2 separate regions of the Arachis hypogaea genome follow, and region 2 is linked to region 1. The links are chromatin contacts, called in public Hi-C maps. All regions are on one chromosome and are shown on one strand. Each heading gives the region's core, a stretch centred on a gene start, on an enhancer-like site or on the middle of the called end of the contact. The rest is flanking DNA. Distances are from core to core; before and after follow the strand shown. Region 1 holds the start of LOC112786723 (probable methyltransferase PMT23). Region 2 holds the start of LOC112782935 (inactive receptor-like serine/threonine-protein kinase At2g40270).

The links. A called contact is a pair of places that touch in the nucleus more often than the background predicts.
Region 2: a Hi-C map of leaf shows a contact between it and region 1, with 3 times the contacts expected there. The contact joins the promoter of LOC112782935 here to the promoter of LOC112786723 in region 1. A contact is called at or near these places in 2 of 8 Hi-C or Micro-C datasets (both in leaf).

Annotation. Positions count from the first base shown.
Region 1 is chr20:29,631,375-29,635,824 of arahy.Tifrunner.gnm2.J5K5, forward strand. It overlaps LOC112786723 (probable methyltransferase PMT23), which reads left to right and starts at 1,956. Exons shown (of 8, transcript XM_025830094.3): 1 at 1,956-2,826; 2 at 3,289-3,438; 3 at 4,115-4,385. The coding sequence starts at 2,356. It overlaps LOC112786725 (eukaryotic translation initiation factor 2 subunit alpha homolog), which reads left to right. Exons shown (of 7, transcript XM_025830095.2): 6 at 335-433; 7 at 546-941. The coding sequence ends at 701.
Region 2 is chr20:30,125,639-30,130,088 of arahy.Tifrunner.gnm2.J5K5, forward strand. It overlaps LOC112782935 (inactive receptor-like serine/threonine-protein kinase At2g40270), which reads left to right and starts at 2,476. Exons shown (of 10, transcript XM_025825615.3): 1 at 2,476-2,879; 2 at 2,978-3,119; 3 at 3,461-3,532; 4 at 3,636-3,779; 5 at 3,864-4,004; 6 at 4,098-4,450. The coding sequence starts at 2,771.

The DNA of each region.
Region 1 (4,450 bases), core at 706-3,205:
GGAATTAATTGAAAATATCTTGCATTTACTGAATTTATATGGTGTTCGCTGTGGTAAATCCTGTTACCTTCAAAACTAGGATGGAATTGTTTATACAGGAATAACTGTTCTTTCCTACATATCCTTGGAATTAATTAATGAACCTAAAGTGGAAACTAGAGAAAAGTCTGATACAAGCAATTCATATTCCATTCATGTCTCCTGTTTGGGAACTCTGATAACTTAGCTGCTGTTGTAATTTATTAGCCATATTATATTATAGTACACAATACACTATATCATATCATATATGGTCCAATTGAAAGTGATGCTCATTTTGTAATAAACTTGACAGGAGCAAGGGATACAAGTCCTCAACAATGCCATTACTTCTTGCACCGAGTCAATAGAGCAACACAAGGGTAAACTTGTGGTGAAGGAGGCACCTAGAGCGGTGAGTGTCACTCCTCTATATTTATCATCTACATTTGTTTACACGTGTACATATTCTGTCCTCTGATTTCTGTCTGTGGAAACTTGTGATTTGACGCTGCATTTTTATGCAGGTGAGCGAACGCGATGATAAATTGCTTGCTGAGCACATGGCAAAACTACGACAAGATAATGAAGAAGTCAGCGGCGATGAGGACAGCGAAGAGGAAGAGGACACAGGAATGGGCGACGTCGATCTGGATAACAACGGCACCGGAATCACAGAGTGACACCAGACTGAAGGTAGTGTGTAAGGCATAGATAGCAAAAGATGGCTTTACTAATTTTTGTCTTTGATTTGATTCTTTTCAAACTGTTTTCATATGCGGTTGTATCATACAAACATGAAATACTATATGTTGAGAGGTTTTGTAATTTGCTATATTACTATGGAGTCTCCGCAAAAGGGTGTTCAACCCAAACTACGGTGTTTTACAGTTACATTAGAAAGTCCATCATCTCTCTATTAAGACGTTTCTATGCTAATTTCAGTTAATGTTGGCCACCGGTGCTCTCGTTGCAAAGCCCACGTTTAGATGCACTCGCTTATGATCCACTTGTTTCAAGTTATTTTTAAAATAATGGTTTGCTTTTTGAAGCCCTTTTTGCAAAATTCTTATATACACATTTTGTTGGAAAATGAATCTTTTCAATTTTTTTTCTCAATTGATTTGTCAAATATGTTCTTTCATCATTTAATATTTTTTCATCCAATTTTTCTTGTTTCACTTAGGGTGTAATGAGAAATTATACTTGGTAAAATAATTGAAAAAAAAATTGATAAGATCTATTCTCTATTTTGTTGTACAATATTCTAGCGTGCGAAGTGCATTGATCCCCTCTATGCAAAATTTTAGGCGGGTCTTTACTCTTTATGGAGAGCTTATGCGAACTGTATAAGTTTGGTTGTAATAAAAAATGAATACGGGTGGATGAAATTAACAAAATAAAAAATGACTAAGACTTGATGATTTTTCTTTTAGGTGAATATGAGAGTTGATGATTTGAGTTGTTATTTGTAGAAAGAAAAAAAAAATAAAAAACAAAGAAAAGAAACATTGGCTCATTAAAAAAATTGTTTTTTAATCTGTCCTTTGCTAAATTGTTGTTAACAAGAACAATTTAGAAGTTGTTAATTCCACCCCTTCATTTCAATTTACGTAGAAAAGGAAAATTAGCCAAGGCAATGTTTTATAAGCTTCAACACAAACAGAATAAGCTATCATATAAAAATAAAATTTTGATCTAAATCATATCTAACAATGAGTTAAATTTGATTATATGCCGACATAGGATGAGAATGTAAATTTCCGAAACCCATGGTCCATGGATGTGACATTTTAGTATTTTACTATCATGTCCATGGTTGATTGTGACAGAAAACACTAAAACCTGTCATTGTCGGTCAGATGCATGACCTAAAAAATAACTTTCAAGTTTGAAGCATTATAATATGCCGTCATATTGGCAGAAAATGTACAATAGAATCTGTCAAATGCATATTCTAATCTGTCACTACTCTGCAAAATCACGGTCTTCTTCTTTCTGTTCTATTCTGCCCCTCTCAAGGTACAACACCAACACAATGTTACTATTATATTACACTACCTTCCTCGTCATGCAATATCACTCTTCTTTGATCCGTACCCTCAGATTCAACGCTTTATTAGCTCCACCTAAGGATTAAATTTAAAATCAAAGCACAAAGATGCTGGTATGTCATTTTCACCGACTCTCTTTCCACAAGTCTTCATTAGATTCAAGGATTTGAGTTCACACCAAAAAAAAAAAAAAAAAAAAAAAGAGAAAAAGCTAAGTTCTCACAAAAGCCAAATCTTCTTCTCTTCCTAACATCACAAGAATTAGTTGTTTGGATCATCGAAAATGGCGATTCAAGTTGAGGGAGGAATCTTGAAAGAGAGGAAATACCCTTTGGTTTTCGTGATATTGTTGTTGCTCATTTGTGCCGTGGTTCTTCTCTTAACCAACACTGCTTCCACCTTGAATCCAACGAGTTTCTACCCTGATGCCGAAAACCCTGAGCCACTCTCAGAATCAATCACAGAAGAACAAGAGAAGCCGCCCGAAGAACAAAGAATATTGCCTCTGAAAAAGGAGGAGGATGATTTCCGTGACGATTTTGTGGATTCGATTATTCATTGGGAAGTTTGTAAGGGTGGGATTGGGGTGGATTACATGCCATGTTTGGATAACATGAAGGCCATTAAGGCTCTAAGGTCAAGGAGGCACATGGAGCATAGGGAAAGGCACTGTCCTAAATCTAAATTGCACTGTTTGCTGCCACTTCCCAAAGGGTATCGGGTCCCCGTTCCGTGGCCTAAGAGCAGGGACATGGTGAGATTGATACTTTTTGGTAAGAAAAGAAATTATGATTCTTAGTGGTTGATTTGACTCTGATTTTGCTGTCTGCATAGAAAATTTTAAAGACTGTTTCATTCTCTTGATATGATCGGTTTTGTTTTTCTTCAAAACCAAAGATGATTTTGTACAACAATTGAAAATTGTTTGTAACTTAATTTGACAAGTTGATTATTTCTAAGATGGTGAGGTTGATACTTTGAGCAAGAAAATTTGTGGTTCTTAGTGATTGCTTGTATGTGATTCTGGTATCTGTATAGAAACCATTTGATTTTTGCAATGATAAAGACTCTTTCTTGATTGTGGTCTAAGATTGTGCTTTGCATTTTACAGAGTTTAAGAAATTTGACACCATAGTGCTACTTGCCCACTTCCATTTCGGTTTACATTTTCATAAATCCATTGATGAAATTTACTTCTGGTTCTGTTTTTTTTCAGATTTGGTATTATAATGTCCCTCATACAAAGCTTATTGAATACAAGAAGGAGCAGAATTGGGTGGTGAAGTCTGACAATTATCTCGTCTTTCCCGGAGGTGGTACTCAATTCAAAGATGGAGTTGATCATTATGTTGAGTACATAGAGAAGGTATACCATAGTACTAAATTATCATTTTTTTTTTCTTTTTTTTTTCCCTCCTCCCTGTTGGACTTTTCTTCTAGAAATAGAGGAATAAACAAAGATTTGAGAGGAGAAGGATATAGGGACCAAGATGGAAGATTTTCTTTTGATTTACTTGCACACAATTCCTTTTGAGAATGAGCCTGTTAGCATAGTAATGGTGTAGTCTAATCCAAGAATCAGAAAATTGAAACTAGGCCACCATAAGATGCGAAATAAAAGGGCAGCTCGGTGCACAAGCATCCCATATTAATACGGGGTCTAAGGAAGGGCTGCACCCAAAAGGTGTAATGTAGGTAGCCTAACTTGATAATGACATCAGTCTCTAAATCTACTGCTTGAACATGTGACCTTGAGGTCAAACGGAGACAACTCAACTGTTTTATTCAATTTATCCGCTAATAAGTGTCGAATTGGCAAGATTGGTACCTAAAAAAATCAATACATTCGGAAATAATTTATATACGAATTTGTCAATTTGACACTTACCAGTCGATGGAGGTTGTATGTGGCTAATAATAATCTGATATTTTCTACAGGGCAAGAAGCTATGAGCTTAAATAATTAGTACCATACACATGTTCTTGTGATATTAGTATATTTTGATAGTATTGATTTCGTTGATGTCTCTTTTTTTTGGCAGACACTACCAGCAATTCAGTGGGGCAAGAATATCAGGGTGGTTCTTGATGTTGGTTGCGGCGTTGCTAGCTTTGGTGGCTATCTTCTGGACAAAAATGTTCTTACCATGTCATTCGCACCAAAGGATGAACATGAAGCACAAATACAGTTTGCTTTGGAGCGAGGTATTCCAGCAACCCTGTCTGTCATTGGGACACAGAAGCTGACATTCGCTGATAATGGATTTGATTTGATCCATTGCGCACGATGCAGGGTTCACTGGGATGCAGATGGTACTTTTACCTACTTTTCTTCTTCTATAATTATCTTCCATGTTTCATCTGCTAGGCCATGTTTG
Region 2 (4,450 bases), core at 1,226-3,725, 490 kb after region 1:
ATTACGTATATCAATAAATACTCTTTATTTGACGAATTTCGATAAATAATATTTAATTAATTTAAATAAAAAATTACTTTTTTATCTGTTTATATTTCTATTCCAAGTATCAAATATGTTTAGTTTTTCCGTGTCTTCCGTTCTCATTGTCAATGTTATAAGACACAAATCAAAGACATCTTTAAAACTGTGTTTGGTTTGTGTATAATATAAGACACCCTTAAATATCTAATCTACCACACTTTTTAGCTCTTTCACTAATACTAGTACACTGTACACTACCACCGAAGCATTTACATGACTCACAAGTACTGATAGAGATGGTGATGACGATCATAATAATAAAAAGAGAAGCTAAAAAGAGAATGGAAAAATTAAGACAAGTGACGAAGAGAAATAAAAAATAACATTAAAAAAAATTAAAATTTATTATTACAAAATATTAAAAATAAAATACCTTTTAATTTGTGTCTTAACAAATGAAGGACAGTGGCATCACTAGCATGTGACTGTCTATATGTTTTAGATGCATAAACCCACTTACCAAACAAATCTTTAAAATGCATTAATTTTCATTGCAAAATGGTTATGATATTTTTTAAGCCAAATAAATCGAGTACTGTTCATATTTAGTTATTTACACCAAAAATATCATAAGAACTCAACTTTATTATTCTTATTGGTCATACTAGTCACTAGATGACACCTAACATACCAACAACCTTGTGGAAGAGGACATCAAATATCAATTAGTCGGCAAATTCCAAATTGGCATACAAAATTCCAACCATATATATACGAAAATATCATTTTAATTATTTTATGAACACACCAAAATTTTGATTCAGAGAGATGTTCTACTACAAAAGAGTGTAGTTTCCATGGAAGCTTCAATTCAAGGCCATAAAACTCGGCCATGGATTATTTACCGAGTCTAACAAAATAGACAAATACGCACTCTTTTTTCATATATATTATTCTTATTTTTATTATTATCATTACATTTGGCTTCATAGTCAAGTCACCGGCGCATAATAGTATCCAAACTCGGAATAATAAATAAATAAATAAATAAACAATAGTATCCAAACTCACCGTTCATCCAACAAAATCCAGATGGTGTTACCTACATAGGATTATGGGATGGGGCGACATGGAAGAAATTTCTCTAACAATTTAACAAATTATATATAACTCTTCTCCACCTCCTTTCTATTATGATATGATGAAAATAAATTAATTCCCATTTAGTTAAATAAGTATGCTACTAAAGACCTTTTCTTTTCTTTAAAGAATTTGTTTTCTATCTTTTGAAAAACTAATATTAGTTTAAAGAGTTCATTCTCAACATTTTTAAAAAAATTATACAAATAATCAATTAGTAAATTATTATATTAATAAAAATTATTAACTTTTAAATTTATTATTTAAAAAGTTATTTGAATCCATAAATTTAATTGAACGATTGTATAAATATAAATTATGAAATAAACCAAAATGCATTAATTTCATAAAAAGAAATTGTGTGTTAATAGGTATTCAACACTTCTCAATATCAATTCTCTTTTCCTTTGAAAGTTCTCCTTCCGCTAATTAATATAATTGGGCCAATAAATAATCAACAATATTAAGAAAATTATATAACCTACAATAATATACGTACATATAATATTTCAATATTATTTGGATGTTTTGAATAATTACTAAGATGATTTAATAATATATCAAATATTTTTTATTGATGCGTGTTGCTGTTGCATTTTGCATACGCAACATATTTGTGTCATATGAAGTAACATGGTTTCCATTTTTTTTTTTTTTTTACATTTTTCGTTATTACAGCGATGCATCATGCATGCACCGAATAATTTGATTAATTTCACAGCAAAAGCGTTTCTGTCATTCCAATTTCCATGTATTAATTGACGACACATGGAAATGCCTCCTAAAACTACTCTTTTATTTCTTACCATTTTAGAACCATTCCCCGCTTCAATTTGCGGTGAGTAACGCTTCAAACTATTTATTTATTTACTATACTTTTAGTATATAACGTGAAATTAATAATTTATGGTTGTAGTTTTTATCATTTTTTCTTTTTTATTGTGTAATTTTGGTTTAGAATTATTAAAAGGTAATACGTGAAATAATTTGTTATTATTATTATTATAAATTTTGATTATAAAATTTTGACAATACTTAAATAATATAACTAAAATTAATATTACACTTTTCAAATATTACACACATTTATACTATTATTATTCTAAACACGCTTGATCATACTTAAATATCATTACGTATTAATATGTCTAACCTCATTTTTAATATGTATTTTTGAAATAAATTTTAAAATATTATATATTATTATTTATTAAAAATAATATTTTATATAATTAAAATATCATTATAATTTACCTAAAATATATTTTATATTTTATATATTATCTCAATATTTTATAAGATTTTTTCCTTGTATCATAAATTAAATGTAATTATGCGACTTGTGATCTTACGCGCTTTGAAAATCCATTTGTTTGGGTCCAAACTCAAAAACTTTATTGCTTTTTAGTTTTTGCTTCAGAACATGTTTTCCATTTTTACAGCATAGTTGCATCTTTTCGACACTTTCCGAGACTCGTTCATTCATTTCATTTTAAACTCTCTTCAAAGTTTGTTTCTTTCCACAAAATCTCAATCTGGGTTCTTCTCCTTTATCCATTATTTTCCCCTTTCAACTTGAAGAAGAAGAAGAAGCAGCAGCAGCAGCATGAGCAAGAAGAACCGGAAATTCAGGGATCTTCATGGAGTTCTTAGCCTTCTAGCTTTGTGCTTGTTGTTTCAGAGCTTTGGTATATGCCACTCTTTGAACGAAGAAGGTACCTTTTCTTAGTGTTTTCAAGTTTTTGTGTGGATCAAAGGGATTATTAGAAAAAGGAGCTGAAGAAAAAAAAGTGGGGTTTGTGTGTTTTTGCAGGTAGAGCTCTATTGAAGTTGAAGGAAAGGATTGTGAGTGACCCTTTTGGAGCTTTGTCAGATTGGGTTGATGATCAAGTATCTGTTGACCCTTGCAATTGGTTTGGTGTTGAGTGTTCCTCATATGGAAGAGTTGTGGTCTTGTAAGTTCTCAAATCAGTATTTACAATTTGCTTTGACATTTGATCTTCATATCAAAGTTTGATAGGTTGTGTCTGTTCTTTTGGTTTTCGTTTTTTTTTTTTTTTCCAAGCTTATATATATACTTTGACTATTTGAGACTCTTCAGAATCATGTAAATATATGATAAAATCTCTGTAATTTAGATGTACCTTGACATTGAATTGAGTGATCGATTGGTCGGTGGTGGATGGTTGATGTAATAATTTTGGAATCATGTCCTTTTAAATCAAATGAGTAGTGTTCATATTGTCGAGGAGTGCTTAATCATGAGAACTTTTGCTTTTTCTATTTGGTTGGCCAGGAATTTGAAAGATCTTTGTCTTGGAGGAACTCTGACACCGGAGCTCGCGAACCTTGCTCATATAAAGTCCATGTAAGAAACTAATCATTACTTGGTTGCATTTTGCATTGCGGATTTACAGCTCCTTCTGAATGCTTTTATACTCTCTATTAACATTTTGATAAATGTGTTACAGTGTGTTGAGAAACAATTCTTTTTCCGGAATAGTTCCTGAATGTATTGTGCACTTGAAAGAATTGGAGGTTTTGGATTTGGGCTACAACAACTTCAGTGGACCTCTACCTGCAGATCTTGGGAGTAATATTTCGTTATCGATCCTGTAGGATTATACTCTTGAGACAATTCAATTTTACACTTTTCAAATGCCTTTCGCTGCTATTTACACAGTTTCTTCATTTTGCAGTTTGCTGGACAACAATGATCTTCTTGGTGGGTTCTCTCCTGAAATTAACAAATTGAGTATGCTTTCAGAATCTCAAGTAGACGAAAAACAACTGATTAATTCTGATAAAATGCCGGCTTGTACAGAAAGATACACCTCATGGTATGTTATCAAGCATTTGAAAATGGTATACTTGTTTTGTTTCCTATTCTCTTCTTTGATTCACAATCTTAACTTTTTACATCTTTTTAAAAGGCATGTTGGCCAAAACAGTTTACGGAGGCTACTGCAATCTCGTGGGCATGGCGATATTCATAATCGTGCAGCAGCTAATCCTCTTAGCCCTACTCCATCCCCTCAGCCAGATCCTTCTTTAGCTTCCCCTCGGCCGAGTCCTGCTTCTGCTCCTTCTCCCTCACAGTCAAGTCCTCCTTTTGCTTCTCCATCCCCATCGGAAAAACCACAACCACGGCTAAAGCCTGTTTCTCGCAATAGAAACAATTCTGTTGCTCCTCCTACTGCTTCACCACATGGAAATAATTCTGCTTCCCCTCCTACCGGTTCAACTTCAGGCTCTAAGATACAACCTGAAACCAAATCATCAAAGA